3 separate regions of the Sus scrofa genome follow, and regions 1 and 2 are each linked to region 3. A link is a contact called in public Hi-C and HiChIP or PLAC-seq data. All regions are on one chromosome and are shown on one strand. The core of a region is the stretch at or near the end of the contact, and the rest is flanking DNA. Distances in the headings are between cores, read along the strand shown.

Region 1 (4,620 bases), core at 1,687-4,186, 1.0 Mb before region 3:
ATACTATTTTAAGACTATTCTCATTGAAATATTGCTTCCATAGCTTTTGAACCCAAAATGGTTCTAAAAGTCTTCTGCATCAAATCCAAACCTAGTTTTCATGGCTTTACATGAGTGATCCCCCTATTTCACTTTAACTAAATTAGTTTGCAACTCAATCTTCAGAGTTGATAAAAATCTTTGTGCTAGAATGTGCTTTATTTAGGGATCACTAGGTACAGTTCTTTTGTTTTAGGAGTAAGGCAATCATGGCTCAAGGAAGTTGTGACATGCCTCATATCACAGATGTGGTAGCAGATCCAGAACTAGGTATCCAGACAGGCCAAGTGGTAGCTCTTCACTAGATTATCTTGTTAAATCCCCACCTGGACCATGCAGATCTATTTCCCAATCACTAAACCTAAGGCACTCACCCCTGCGTTCAGGCTTTTGCTTTTGGTGATGCCCTTACCTGTCCATTCCTACTCATGCGTCAAGGCTCAGTTCAAGCCCTAAAGGCTCCCTCCATGACATTCCCAACTACCCAGGCCTACCACACCTCTCTTATTTTCATTTGTGCTACCCTTAGAGCTAGCATTTCCTATTCCACACATGACTCTCCTCTAAGTATTCAATTTGACTAAAGTCCTCCCGGTTAAACAGACAGCCTCTCGAGCGCTGTGACAGCCTTTCACCCTGTAGCCTCGACAACACTTAGAGGCCCAAAGGAAACACTTAATACATGCAAGTCACTAAAAAAACGGAAGCAAAATGAATGAGGAGAGCTACTGTCTGGCCTTGCAAGGCATTCATCCTATCAGGAATCTCTGATCTAAATCAGGTCTAATTTTGTTTCCAGCTAATTACTATTCAAATCTAATTAATAACCAGAATAGTAAAACATACTTACTGTCATGAAATACTGGGTGAACCGTGTTGTCAGTGCTACTCCAGAACACCTGTCTAAAAAGGTGTCTGATCTTTGCCAATTTCAACCTAGAAGACAAACATCTATCAGTAGTGTAAAACTATAGCCCAAAGGCATTCTTCCTAGTAAAATTTAAAAAGGCATGTATAATTTTACCTACTATTCTTATTTAATGAACTGCATGGCTCTAAAATGGTTCAAAAAGCAAGCACCCAATAAATGTTTGTTAAATTGGGAGACGTATTTTGGAGGACTTATAAAAGTTCATGCTATTGGGGGAAGTACGGCTTTTCCAACAAAGCCCTATATTTAGTCATGTTCATCATAAATATTCATCACAACACACCAAATTATATAATACGCAAGAGGCCAAAAATTACATATCAACACCCAAGACACAAATATCCCACTTATCAACTTAATTTTTACTGATGGCTTTCCTTATGTTTTAGAGTGAGATTTAGGGTTCAAAAGCTCAAAAGGGAAGACAAGTTTATCTCAGGATATAATGCTTTCCAATTAAATATCTCAGATTATAGCGGGAAGAAGATACATGTTGCCCAGAGAACATCCAGAGAAAGAGAATACAGTCAATTAAGACCTGTATTATTTTAAAGCATCACCATTTGGGACTAAAATTGCATCTCAATAGCACTTCATTCTCACTGTAAGGCATAAATAGTTGAATAAATTGGCATCAATTACGATGTTACAATTTCCATTCTCATTTGCTCTTCCCCTTTTTTCAAGGGAAAAAAAGGGGGGGGAGACAAAGACATATCCTTTCTGTGCTAATTTTTAAAAGAAGACAAAATACTGATATGCATTCAAGCATGAAATCTAGCAAACAGAAAAAACTCTAACCACCAAATTGAATTTTCAAATGCTACTACAAGGGTCCATGCAGCAAAGACTGGCTGACATTGTCTACTGTTCTGTAATCCCAAAAGCAATTTCTAATTTCTTTCCAAATATCATCTTCACTCTAACCCCAAAGCTGCCCAGAAAATTCCTTCCTCGTAGCTAGAAGTGTCATTTTTTAAAGGTGCCGTGGGGGGAGGAGAGAGATCCTCAGAACACTTAAAATACAGGAGCTGTCTATATTTATGTATTTTTGCTGGGGGTTGGGGTGGTGCCACACCTCACCACAATCACTCACCCAAATAGTTGAGTCAGTATATGTTTAGATTCAATATATTAAAGAGAAACACTATCACCTCACATGGTATATATTTTCTTACAGGCAGGTTATGATATATGTGAAAGCTCAAGGCAATGCATACATATGTTTAATGTTTAAAGAAATCTGTATCCAAGAAAAGCAGCAGACCCTTCCTCCACCCTCCATTCTTTGGCATCAACAACCAGAGTTTTGCACCAATATAAGCCTTAAATTGAACTACGGGAGCAGAGTGAGAACGGAATAATTGCCTCTTAAGGAATTTTGGTTAAACTTTACTAATAAAACCCCCTATTTGTTAATGCCACTTACATTGATCAGTTCACCTCATCACTTTGTATTTCTGACTTGTCTCCATACAAGAGAGCCGAAACCACCCCAGTGACTCGTGGCACGGAACCGTGCAGTCCATGCAGGCTGGGATGCTATTTTTTAAAAGGTCATATGCTACTTAACCTTGCTTAAACCATCTTTTAGAGTACTCTGGGCGAGATTTCGTCTTGTAGGTGCTCTTCTAATTCTTTGTTCTCCAAGACTACTCCTGAGGCCCGGTATATCCTCCCCGCCTCCCACCGAAGATTAAAACCTTAGTCCAATCCGGAAGGCTTCCTTCCCACCTTCGGGGCAAGTCCAGGGACCGCAAGCCGCCAGATGGCTGCATTCTATACGCGTAAACCAGACTGCGGGGAAACCAAATCCACTCCTTCCTCCCGGGGACCTCGCTTCCTCCCCACGAAGGTGCGCGGGCTGGCCCGGGTCCCACCGTCCGCCCGGCCGACCTGTCGGTCCCGCCTGGGCGGCGCGGACACCCCGGGCAGGCATCCCCCCTACTCGGCCGGCTCAGGCCCGGGGCCCGCGCCTAACGCCCGCCCGCCGCGCGGCGCCCGGGGTGCCGGGGCAGACAAAGCGGCCCGGCCCTGCCATGCCCCCGCGGAGTGGCGGGCGGAAGAGGGGCGCTCCCCGGGAGCCCCCGCGCGGCGGAGGAGGAGGATCGGGGCCGGGGGTCCAGGCTGCATCCTCCCGCCCCCAGCCGGCTCGCCACACAAAATGGAGCCGGCCCGGACGCCACCGAGAGCGGGGCCCGACGGTGCCCCGGCGCCCCCTCCTCGGCCTCGGGCCCGGAGGTCGGCGGCGGCGAGCAGGAGGCGGCCTGGCCCGCGTCCCGCCGCTCCTCGGCCGGGCGCACAAAGAGCCGCGCCGCGGCCCAGCGCCCGCTTCCCAGCCGGGCCCGCAGCGGGGGAGGCCTCGCAGGCGCCGGCCCGGCCCCGGCCCCGGCCCGGGCGGGAGGGCGGGCAGGCGGGAGTGAGCCAAGTGCCCCCGGCCGCGGCGGCGTTGGCGGCGGGGACGGCGCCGGGAGGAGACGGACATTTCATTCGAGCTAAAGTGGAGTCGGTTTAGGAGCGATCATTGGCCGAAGCGAGACACAAACCTCCAATGCAGCCCTGGTTGGCTCCCGTCTCCAATCGGCTGTTTGGTTGGACAGAAAATGGCTGCGAAGGAACCAGTCCCAGCGCGGAGCTCCGCTTCCAGGACTCGGCCTTCCCTCCCTCCGCCGCGGGCCGCTTCCCTCGGCGCGACACCCTCCCTCCGCAGCTCCCGCGCGCCCGCCCGGCGCGGCCCCGCCCCGGCACGGCCCCGCCCCCAGCCCCGCCCCGTGCGCTGAGCAGCCCGCAGAGCCCGCTGCAGGCCGCCGCGAGTCGGTCCTGCGGCGCGAGCGGAGCCCGCGGGTGGCTTTTTCCTCGGCAGGGACTAGGGCTGGGGCTCGGTGCTAAGGTCAGTGCGGGCTTTCCGCGGTATTTTCCCCACGTCTTGCGCATGATTTCTCAGCTCTCCCTCTCTTTTCCATCCCCTCCCCTGGCGCACGTGGAAGTGTCTCACCCGCCAAAGTGCAGCCTGCCTGCGCCTCGAGTTTTAAGAAGGGGAAACCAAGGGCAAAAGCTGCCGGCCAGGCGACACTCGAGCTACAGGGTGGATCTGAACGGCGATTACCTCCTGGTATGCTTTCAGCGCCAGCTGTTCGCCTTGTGCCCCTGTTAAGTTTGCCACATGCACAACGCTCCCTCTCGGTCACCGAGCTCCCCGTTCGTTTTTTCAGATTTCACCTAAAGATACAATCCTCTGCTTTAGGTTTAACAACCTGCTCAGTCCAGCCAGCCTTCACCCCAGCTTAAAATGTTGCATATGCCCCACCCGCACAGTATTTGCGACATGCCATGTGGCTTTTCCCAACCAGATGATATTTGAGCTGCCAGAATCCATGGCCCCTTCTTGCCTCCGCGCAACCAGGCTCTCTGCCTGTCTTTCCCTGACTGCGTCTGTGTAGGACTTCCCTCGGCTGTGACTCTCACAGATGGGCGGTGAGCCAGACACCACACACTACAAAGGGGGCAGGATTTTTGCAACCAGAGCCGGGAATCGTTCCCTTTACTTCCACTAAACAAGTGGCCCGGTGCCACATTAAACTTTCCAGCTTTAATCTTTTAAAAATATATAGCCATGTTTTATTTATAAAGCTCCTACTGTTTCTCCGCAT
Region 2 (4,642 bases), core at 1,559-4,058, 1.2 Mb before region 3:
TTTCAGGATGGTAGCCACAAAATATTAAACCAATTACATGGCCCTTATAAGGGTAGGGCCTTATTATTATTATTATTATTTTCTTTTTCTTTTTTGGCCTCCCCATGGCATATGGAGTTCCCAGGCTAGGGATCAGACCTGAGCCACAGTTGTAACCTACCCTGCAGAGGCAGCAACGCTGGATCCTCTGACCCACTGTGCTGGGCCAGGGATCATACCTGCTCCCTGGTGCTGCAGAGATGCCTCTGATCCCATTGTGCCACAGCAGGAACGCTTCAGTAGGGCCCTATTCAACTGCACAGATCAAACACCTATGAAGCTGGTCATGCTTGCCAGCATCAGAGGTGATTTCCTGTTCAAGGATCTAGCCTCCTACTTCTTGAGCTTGCCACCAGTAACCTTCACTTCTACTTAATTTCCACAATAGTCTCACCTAATTCAATCATTTAAAAATACATACAGGGCACAACATTGTAAATCAACTACATTTCAATACAAAATTTAAAAAAGAGGTTTGTTATACAAACTGAGAAAAAAAATACATCCAGTACTACCTTGGAGATGTTTCTTTCTTTTTTTTTTTTTTTAGTTAGATCATTTAGTTAATTTTATTTTAGGTTTTATTCATGACCCAAAATACATGAAAAACAAATTTCTGATATTTAATACTTTTGACAACGGTTAAATAATTTAAAAAAATTTTTATTACCCAAATGAATTTATCACATCTGCAGTTGTATAATGATCGTAACAATCCAATTTCACAGGATTTCCATCCCATAACCCAAGCACATCCCCCACCCCCCAAACTGTCTCCTTTGGAGACCTTAAGTTTTTCAATGTCTGTGAGTCAGCATCTGTTCTGCAAAGAAGTTCAATCTGTCCTTTTTTCAGATTCCACATGTCAGTGAAAGCATTTGATGTTGGTGTCTCATTGTATGGCTGACGGAGAAGTTTCTTTAAAACTTTTCTACAACTTAGAATAGATTTACAAGGAGATCCTGCTGAGTAGCATTGAGAACTATGTCTAGATACTCATGTTGCAACAGAACAAAGGGTGGGGGAAAAATGTATACATGTAAGGATAACTTGATCCCTTTGCTGTACAGTGGGAAAAAAATAAATTGTTAAAAAAAATCCTTAAAAAAATAAAGTTAGATAAAAATCACACAAAAAAATAAAATAAAATAAAAAAATAAAACTTTTCTAGACTGTGCTCCTGAGCAGTTAGCAAAACCAAAAAGAATGGGCTATTGTTAATTCGTTCACTCAACAAAAATTCACTGAATATCTACAATGAATCAGGTTCTGAGTGATACCTACTAATGAACAGAGTATTTCTAACAGTTCTGAAAAGTTTAAAAATGTTAGAACTTTCACTTAAGCAACTCATAATACAAATTAATATTTTTGTATTTGCTCATGAAAGCCGTTTCCTGGATCCTAGAATGAAGGCATAAGCAACACAGAGCCTCAACCCTTTTCCAGACCGCATTATTACCGAGGGAGAAACAAACTCTAGTTGCTGTAAACCAGAGATCATGGACTTATATGGCACCACAGCATAAACCATGGAAAGCTAACTAATACAGTAAGTATCCCATCATGCAAACTAGAACAGACAAGCCTATTTCCATCGAGTTATTTAATGGAGTCCTTGTACAAAGGCCAGTGACAACCTGAGAAAAACGAGCTGCAACAGCCATGGGTAAATAAAACAGAGGGGTTTATCCGGGTTGTAAGGAGGTGATGCTTGAATACCACCTACCATCATAGACTTCAAACTTATATTTTTACGTATCCAAAGTAAAGCAGAGGACGGTTTATGTAATGCATTACTTTTTGTTGTTGTTGTTGTTTTTGCCATTTCTTAGGCCGCTCCCATGGCATATGGCGATTCCCAGGCTAGGGGTCGAATCGGAGCTGTAGCCGCCGGCCTACGCCAGAGCCACAGCAACGCGGGAACCGAAACACGTCTGCAACCTACACCACAGCTCACGGCAACGCCGGATCGTTAACCCACTGAGCAAGCCAGGGATCGAACCTGCAACCTTATGGTTCTTAGTCGGATTCGTTAACCACTGAGCCACAACGGGAACTCCAATGCATTACATTTTATATTTCTTTCTTTGTTTTTTTTTTTTTTTGTCTTTTGTCTTTTTTGTTGTTGTTGCTATTTCTTGGGCCGCTCCCGCGGCATATGGAGGTTCCCAGGCTAGGGGCTGAATCGGAGCCGTAGCCACCGGCCTACACCAGAGCCACAGCAACGCGGGATCCGAGCCGCGTCTGCAACCTACATCACAGCTCACGGCAACGCCGGATCGTTAACCCACTGAGCAAGCCAGGGATCGAACCTGCAACCTTATGGTTCCTAGTCGGATTCGTTAACCACTGCGCCACGACGGGAACTCCAGGACTCCCAGGAATTCTGATTCCAAAGTTTCGGTTTTCCCATATAGCACAGTAATCACCTAATAATGCAAGTCGCTGTTTTTAATCCGAATAAAACGTTTTTGTAAAGGCCTGGCTAATTCTGATAAGGATAATCGCCCCACCTACCTAGCGCCCACACAGATGACAGTGCCATCTCGTGCGCACCACCACCCACCCACACTAAACGTCATGGAGGACAAAGCCTACGTAAGCACTCCCTCCCAGACTTTTCATCCTCCACCCTTCCCGAAAGGCCAAGTGGCGAGTAAAACCAACGAGAGGGGAGCAAATATGATTGGGCTGCCCTGGATCACGTGATAGGCGCAGGGCGTGGGATTTGGCTTAGAGCTGACGGAAGCCCTGCGCGGAGGGTGGGTCTGGGTTGGGGGGGAGGGGGAACTGGAAGCTTGGGGGAGGAGCTTGAGCTCTAGGAGCTGTCCCGTTCTGCCGGCCATCGAGTCCAAGAGACTGGTTATTGGACCGCTGTACGTGCGCCGTGGTACCTCAGAGGCCACGCGCTCACTTGCCTGGCCGGAGTACCCGCGTGCGCCAGCTGCAGCAGGGAATGGAAGCAGAGAACGCGAGCAGGTAAGGCCGGGGCGGAGCGTCGCCCCTCCCCCCGGCGCCCCTCGCGATGGTCTGGCCGCGGGCGGGCGCATGCACGCACGCACGCACGCACTCACGCACGCACGCAGGCACGCAGGGGGTCTTTAAGGCCGCGGCTGGAGTACAAAGGCCAGGGCCGCGCGTGCGCACTGCCGGCCTGCTCCGGCCACTCCTAGTCCGGAAGGCTGTCGCGGCTTGACCGGCATCCGGGCCCGTCCTAAAGCCTACTGTGTATCGTGTCGGCTTTAAAATGTGGTAATAAGCAAGAAGCAGTCTCTAGTTATTTCTTTCCGGTTACTTTTTTGGCTGCATTTCCCTTCACCCTCTGTTGTCGTACAAAGCAGTAAAGATTTCACGTATCACTCGAGGAGTTGTCATTTTAGAATTGTGGGTTTACGGTGGCTTCTTCAGAGTTTTGGGTCAGGGACACAAGGTAGATAACATCGCCATACGGCAGCTCTTGAATTCTGGGATTGGGAAGAATCCTCCCCAGAAGTCGTCTAATACTGTCTGTTTTCTAGTGGTCTTGGGGGCGATCTTAAGAATTTACTTGTAACATGTCCTTTGGGGAATGTTAGGTGGAGAGTTTTGCAAAGCAGAGATTTCGAAATTTGAACCGACGGAAGCCAAATGAAAAAAACTAAATAGGGTAACAGTGTTTAAAAAGAAAGCAAATGGTTTACCTTGGAATTAGACCCAATGAAGTATTATCCTGATACTCTGACTAGTGGGCCCTGAACTTGGGCAAGACGCTAAACTTCTCTGAGCCTGTGCATGTCTGTCATTAGGACGTGTGTAGAATCCAGTTCGGACACGCTGTAAATGGGTGTTACGTGGAAGGGGCGTTAGTAACCAACACAGATGGTCTTAGAGTTTAAGGAAGGAGATACATGGGTCAAATTCCGAAATAACTCCACTGCTTTCCCTGAAGAACTTTAGAAATAAAAAAATTCACCAGAACTTGTGGAAATCAGTCTCAGCTTTATGATCTTAAGAATTAAAACTGGAGTAAAGCCAACCATCATATAAATTACCATCATCCCTTGGTATCCAAAGTACATTTGTTCTTGGATTCTCATGAATACTAAAATCTGTGGATGCTCAAGTCCTTTATGTAAAATGATGGCGACTAGTCGGCCATCCTGCAGGTTCTGGAATGTGGGGTGGGGGATTGTTCTCATTGTAAAACCTTACTCTGCATCTTAAAGTAAGGTGATAGTTCTCTCTGGTACAATGTTTAGCTCAAAAGTGTCTTACTTATATTTTATCGTAATCCATTGGATTATAGACCTTTTTTTTTGTTTTTTTGACATGAAAAGCTTTCACCTTGAAAAATATGGAGAATTCTGTCTTAATACTCTAAGGAGTTTATCCTTGGGGATTCTGAAATGACTCAGACCCCAGGTAATCCTGAGGAAGTGGTTCTCTGTCATCCTTGGCTTTGTGCTAATCAAGGAGTGGCATGGAATGTTGCGCAGAGTGACTTGATTTTAGAAGCTTAATTTCAGCAAATTCAAAGAAAAACATTTCATGGATATAAACTTTTTTTGGAAAAGAGAAGATAGTTGAAGTGTCTAAACAAGTACTTAGAGTCTAACCAGGG
Region 3 (4,966 bases), core at 103-2,602:
TTCTTGTTCTCTCTATATCTGTACTGGCTGGCACTTAGGTGCTCAGTAAATATTTGCTGAATGAACAAATCTCATGCAAGGGCCTTCTAGGACTGCCCTAATCCCTGGGAAAAGTCACCTCTAAGCCCTCCCCTATTTTGGTTTTAATCACTTCTTTTTATCTAAACTGCTGTTCCCCAGCATTGTAGATTCCCTATGCTCACCTGCTCATTGGTAGTGGAAAAATAGCTTACTTAAATGAAACTGACAACAGCTAGGAGAGCTTGTGAAGCTTGGGATGCAAAAAAGATCCCAAATTGTTTTATTTCTGCCAGAGGTGTGGTGGAGATGAAAGAAGAGATGCTTTAATTAAAAAGCCTTAAAGGACGATAAAATTGGAATTGTGCCTGCCTTTTCTATATACCTGCATGATTTAGCTTGGTATTGTACAGAATTTTAGAGAATCAAGGCCTCAACCATAACTCATATTTACCAAGTCTCAGTCCAATGCCTTTCACTGTATGACCAGGAATAAAGGGATAAAGAATGAGGGAATGGTTCGTGGAGTTCCTGCTATAGAGCAGTGGGTTAGTGATCTGGCTTGTCTCTGTTGCAGGTGCCTGTGATTCCAGCCTGGCACAGTGGGTTAAGGATTCAGCGTTGCTACAGCTGTGATGTAGGTAGACGCTCTGGTTCAGATTTGATTCCCTGGCCAACCAACTTCCATATACCACGGGTGCGGCAGAAATAGTATTAAAAAAAAAAAAAATAAAGGAATGAGGGCTGGTTCAAATTTGTCTCCATTCCCTGTTTACTAGATACGAGCCTATTCTGTTCCTCTGTTATCTTATCTGTAAAATGGAGATTATAGCTTCTACTTTTTAGGACTGTTCTGAAAAGAAATGTTTATATACATAATTTTCCAGACTCAGTAAATACTCAAAAAATGTTTCCGTAAATTAACTTTTCACAAAACTAAGCCTTTTACTGTATAAACAGTAAGAGTCAAATGTACCACGATCCTTTGGCCTCCCTGTCGATTTTGTGCCTACCGTGTAACGGTGGTGGTGTAGCTGCGGCCTAGTGCACAGATAAAGCGGCCATAATCGACCTGAAAATCAGCCATGCGGGGAGGTGGAAAGACAAACCGTGCGCTGCTAGCGGGTCCCCGAGCCCGCACTCAGCTCCGCCTCACTTTCATGAGCAAGTTGATGACGGACAGCTCTTCTCAGCCACCCAAGCCGCGCCTTTTCTTAGCGCCCCGCCCCCTAAGACTTGATAGGTAGCTGGCCTCAGCCAATGGTGACGCACAGGCGTAGGCGTCGTGCCCAATCAGCGAGTGGGAGCCGGGAAAGGAATGGGGCCGCGTTAGAAGCGGCTGGCGCGGCCAGAAGGCAGCAGCGCGGCGCGCGGCGGAGGTAAGATGGCGGCGTTGCTTGCTCTTCGCCTTTGCCTTCGGGGTACTACTTCGCCCTTTCTCCCCATTCAGAGCTGCTACCCTGCTCCCTCAATCAACGTCAGGGTCGCTCTCCTCTTATAATCTCCCAGGACTTGGGTTCTCCGGTGCTCGGAGACTTAGGACAAAATGGCGCTTGCAGGCGCCGCCAAGGATGGGCAGGGCCCAGGCGTGAGGTCTCAGGCGGACCGGGACAAAGGCGGCGAGCCGGGAGGCGGAGACGGGGGTGGGGGCGCGGGCGCGGCCCCTCGTGCGGCGGTGGCGCGGCCCCTCGTGCGGGCGGTGGCGCGGCCCCCTCGTGCGGCGGCCGTACAGTCTCCGTGGTGGTGGTCGGCGTGGGGCGGCCTTGGCGGGGGAAGTTGAGGTGAGGCAAATTCACTAATGCCCGGGGAGGCTTGGGCTGGGAGACCTGGGCGGAGGGAGTTAAGGAGCGTGACTTCCGCTTGTCTTTTAGAAGCCACGCGCCGTCTGCCTGGTTACTGTGGGGCAGGAATTTTCGGGAAGGGCTTTTTGATCTTTTGTGTGACCCTGCAGGTTTTGGTATGAACAGGATTCGGATCCACGTCTTGCCGACCAATCGGGGAAGGATCACCCCAGTGCCCAGGTCTCAGGAGCCCTTGTCTTGTTCGTTTACTCATCGCCCATGCTCGCAGCCTCGTCTGGAGGGGCAGGAGTTTTGCATTAAGCATATCCTTGAAGACAAGAATGCACCTTTCAAGCAGTGCAGTTATATATCCACAAAGAATGGAAAAAGATGTCCTTGTGCTGCTCCGAAGCCTGAGAAGAAAGACGGGTATATATGTATAGATATCTGTACTTTTATGTTTTTCATTGTGGGTTTTTGTTTTTGTTTTTTGGGGGCATGTCCATGACATGTGGAAGTTCTTGGCCCGGGGATGGAACCAGCATCACAGCAGCGACCCCAGCTGCTGTGGTGACAACGCGGGATCCTTAACCTGCAGCCTGCCACAAAAGTACAGGGAACTTCTGTTCTTTTAGATTTTAAGTGATGTGGGCTGGGAAATAGCTGGCCAGTTCTTTGGTCACATGCTTGTAACATTGAGGTTATGGATATATCCTTGGAGAACTTTTTAAAATGGTGAAAACTGGAAGGAGACCACTCTCAGTTGGGCCACTTCGTTAAATGTCTTTGGATCTTTTCTGGTACCTGTAAAATAAAGGGACACTCTAGATTTTTCTTTTTTTCTTTTTCCTTTTTGGGCCGCACTTGAGGCATATGGAAGTTCCTAGACTAGAGGTCCACAGCCATGCCATATCTCTGCAACCTACACCTCAGCTCACAGCAATGCTGGATCCTTAATCCACTGTGCGGGGCCAGGGATTAGCACACTTCCTCATAGATACTAGTTGGGTTTGTTACCGGAGCCACAAGGGGAACTCCCTCTGGGTTATTCTTAACCTTAGGTTGCATGGCTCTTTTGGCCATGCACGTTTTATGTGTGTGTATTCTTCTTGGAAAGACTTAATGGTTTTCATCAATTAAGCAAAAGTATCCATGCAGAACATAGATAATTCTGTCTGTATCTTTTGATTTTAAAATTGTGTCTCATATCCTTTTACCTACAGTGGATTGATACTGAAGTAAAATGTAGAGTTGCCTTCCAGAACCAGGCTTTTTTTTTTTTTTTTTTTTTTCTCCCCCTTGTCTTTTTAGGACTGCGCCCATGGTATATGGAGGTTCCCAGGCTAGGGGTCTAATGGAGCTACAGCTGCCGGCCTATACCACAACCACAGCAACTCAGGATCCGAGCCTTGTCTTGACCTACACCACAGCTCGTGGCAACACCAGATCCTTAACCCACTGAGCAAGGCCAGGGATCAAACCTGAAACCTCCAGTTCCTGGTTGGATTAGTTTCTGCTGCGCCACGATGGGAGCTCCCAGAACCAGTTTGAAAGATGGAAGTGGATCTCTGATGATGTTGTGAAATGTCAGCGTTTTTATAGTTGGAATGTTTTGTTTAATGGGTAGAGCACTAGGTTTTGTTACCTGCATTTCCCTTTAGTAATACCAAATGAGTTGGTCTTGGGCCAGTTAATTTATTTTGCCTCATTGACATTTTTAATTTATAAATGAAGACAATGGTCATTTTAGTTTCCTGAAAATAATCTAATGATCAGTGTCTCTAAAAATCACTGAACTCCTTCAGGAAGGAACCTGAGTATAAACGTGAATATTTTATCTCCTTAGGGTGTCCTTCTGTGCTGAACATGCCCGTAGGAATGCTCTAGCACTTCATGCTCAAATGAAGAAGACGAATCCAGGGCCTGTGGGTGAAACACTCTTGTGCCAGCTGAGCTCATATGCTAAGACAGAGCTGGGGTCTCAGACTCCAGAAAGTAGCCGAAGTGAAGCCAGCCGAATTTTGGGTAAGAAACTTCTTTAGGGTGAGAAAATAGGAAGAAAGTTAACAAAAAATATAATTTGGTTTAGCACAGTGCCTTGAACATATTTGGCACTTGATAAAAATAGTATTATTGTTAATTCATTTGCCCTTTGGTGAGAATTCAGGAATGCCGTGTTGTTCACTAATCTTTCTGGTTTTAAGTAGTATCTGCTTAGGTTTACTTTCTTGAGTTTATGACTGCTTCCTTCATTGCTGTTTTTACACTTAACATCTTTGTTAGGTAAGGTAATTCAGGAAACAATCATTTTGAGTTGGCCTTTCTGTTTTGAGAGCATAGTTAATTCATTAATGTTTTAGGTATTCATATTTGGGGTGTATTTTTTTTTCCTTCTTTTCTTTTTTTTTTTTTTTTTTTTTTCTTTTGGCTGCAGCGTGAAGTTCCCAGGCAGGGATCGAACCCACGCCACAGCAGTGACAAGCTACGGCAGTGACAATGCCTGATTTTTATTTGCCAGTGCCTCTGTACTAAGTTTTTCTAATTTAAGATTTGGGTTAATCTAGTTTTGTGTGGTGGAGTTACAGAGGTGGGAAGTCTTAATGGCTGCTCTCCCTTCCTTGCCTCAGATGAAGACAGCTGGAGTGATGGGGAGCAGGAACCCATTACTGTGGATCAGACATGGAGAGGTGACCCTGACAGTGAAGCTGATAGCATAGACAGTGATCAAGAAGATCCCCTAAAGTAAGTTGTAACTCCACATAAGGCTTTAAATGTTTTAGTGTTTAGTATGTGGAATATAGTACTGCATGCTGTTAATGGATTAATAACCAGGAGGGTTGAAAATAGCTTAGCTGTTGGCGAGCAAAATAGCTTCTGCATATTAAAGTGTGTCATCGTTCATCACCATCTTGCTTCCTTCAGGGCAGGATTTGATTCTTTTTTAGGAGTCTTGTAATTTGGAAAAGTTTTTGGACATGGGGGGGGGAGATGGGTAGAGATCAAGTTAGAGAGGAGAAAATTGATGTGAATTGGTTCTTGGCTTAAACCTCAGGAATAATAAAGTGATTATATTTGAGTACTTTTTTTCCCCTAAGTTCTGTTTTATGTATTTATTTGTTTAAGGAAAATTAAAAGGTGTGCAGGAGCTTTTGGTTTCATGTCTAAAA

What was found. A called contact is a pair of places that touch in the nucleus more often than the background predicts. HiChIP or PLAC-seq counts read pairs in DNA pulled down with a chosen protein or histone mark.
Region 1: a Hi-C map of skeletal muscle shows a contact between it and region 3, with 6 times the contacts expected there. The contact joins the promoter of NFYB here to the promoter of KANSL2 in region 3. A contact is called at or near these places in 2 of 47 Hi-C or Micro-C datasets (retroperitoneal adipose tissue and skeletal muscle).
Region 2: an H3K27ac HiChIP or PLAC-seq map of alveolar macrophages shows a contact between it and region 3. The contact joins the promoter of TDG here to the promoter of KANSL2 in region 3. A contact is called at or near these places in 2 of 2 datasets of contacts at active chromatin or transcription factors (alveolar macrophages and skeletal muscle).

What each region holds. Positions count from the first base shown.
Region 1 is chr5:80,332,829-80,337,448 of Sscrofa11.1, reverse strand. It overlaps NFYB (nuclear transcription factor Y subunit beta), which reads right to left and starts at 2,936. Exons shown (of 8, transcript NM_001144930.1): 1 at 2,400-2,936; 2 at 890-975. The coding sequence starts at 895.
Region 2 is chr5:80,490,461-80,495,102 of Sscrofa11.1, reverse strand. It overlaps TDG (G/T mismatch-specific thymine DNA glycosylase), which reads left to right and starts at 2,808. Exons shown (of 10, transcript XM_021092634.1): 1 at 2,808-3,021. The coding sequence starts at 2,999.
Region 3 is chr5:79,301,954-79,306,919 of Sscrofa11.1, reverse strand. It overlaps KANSL2 (KAT8 regulatory NSL complex subunit 2), which reads left to right and starts at 1,352. Exons shown (of 10, transcript NM_001244880.1): 1 at 1,352-1,397; 2 at 1,970-2,228; 3 at 3,646-3,824; 4 at 4,427-4,541. The coding sequence starts at 1,978.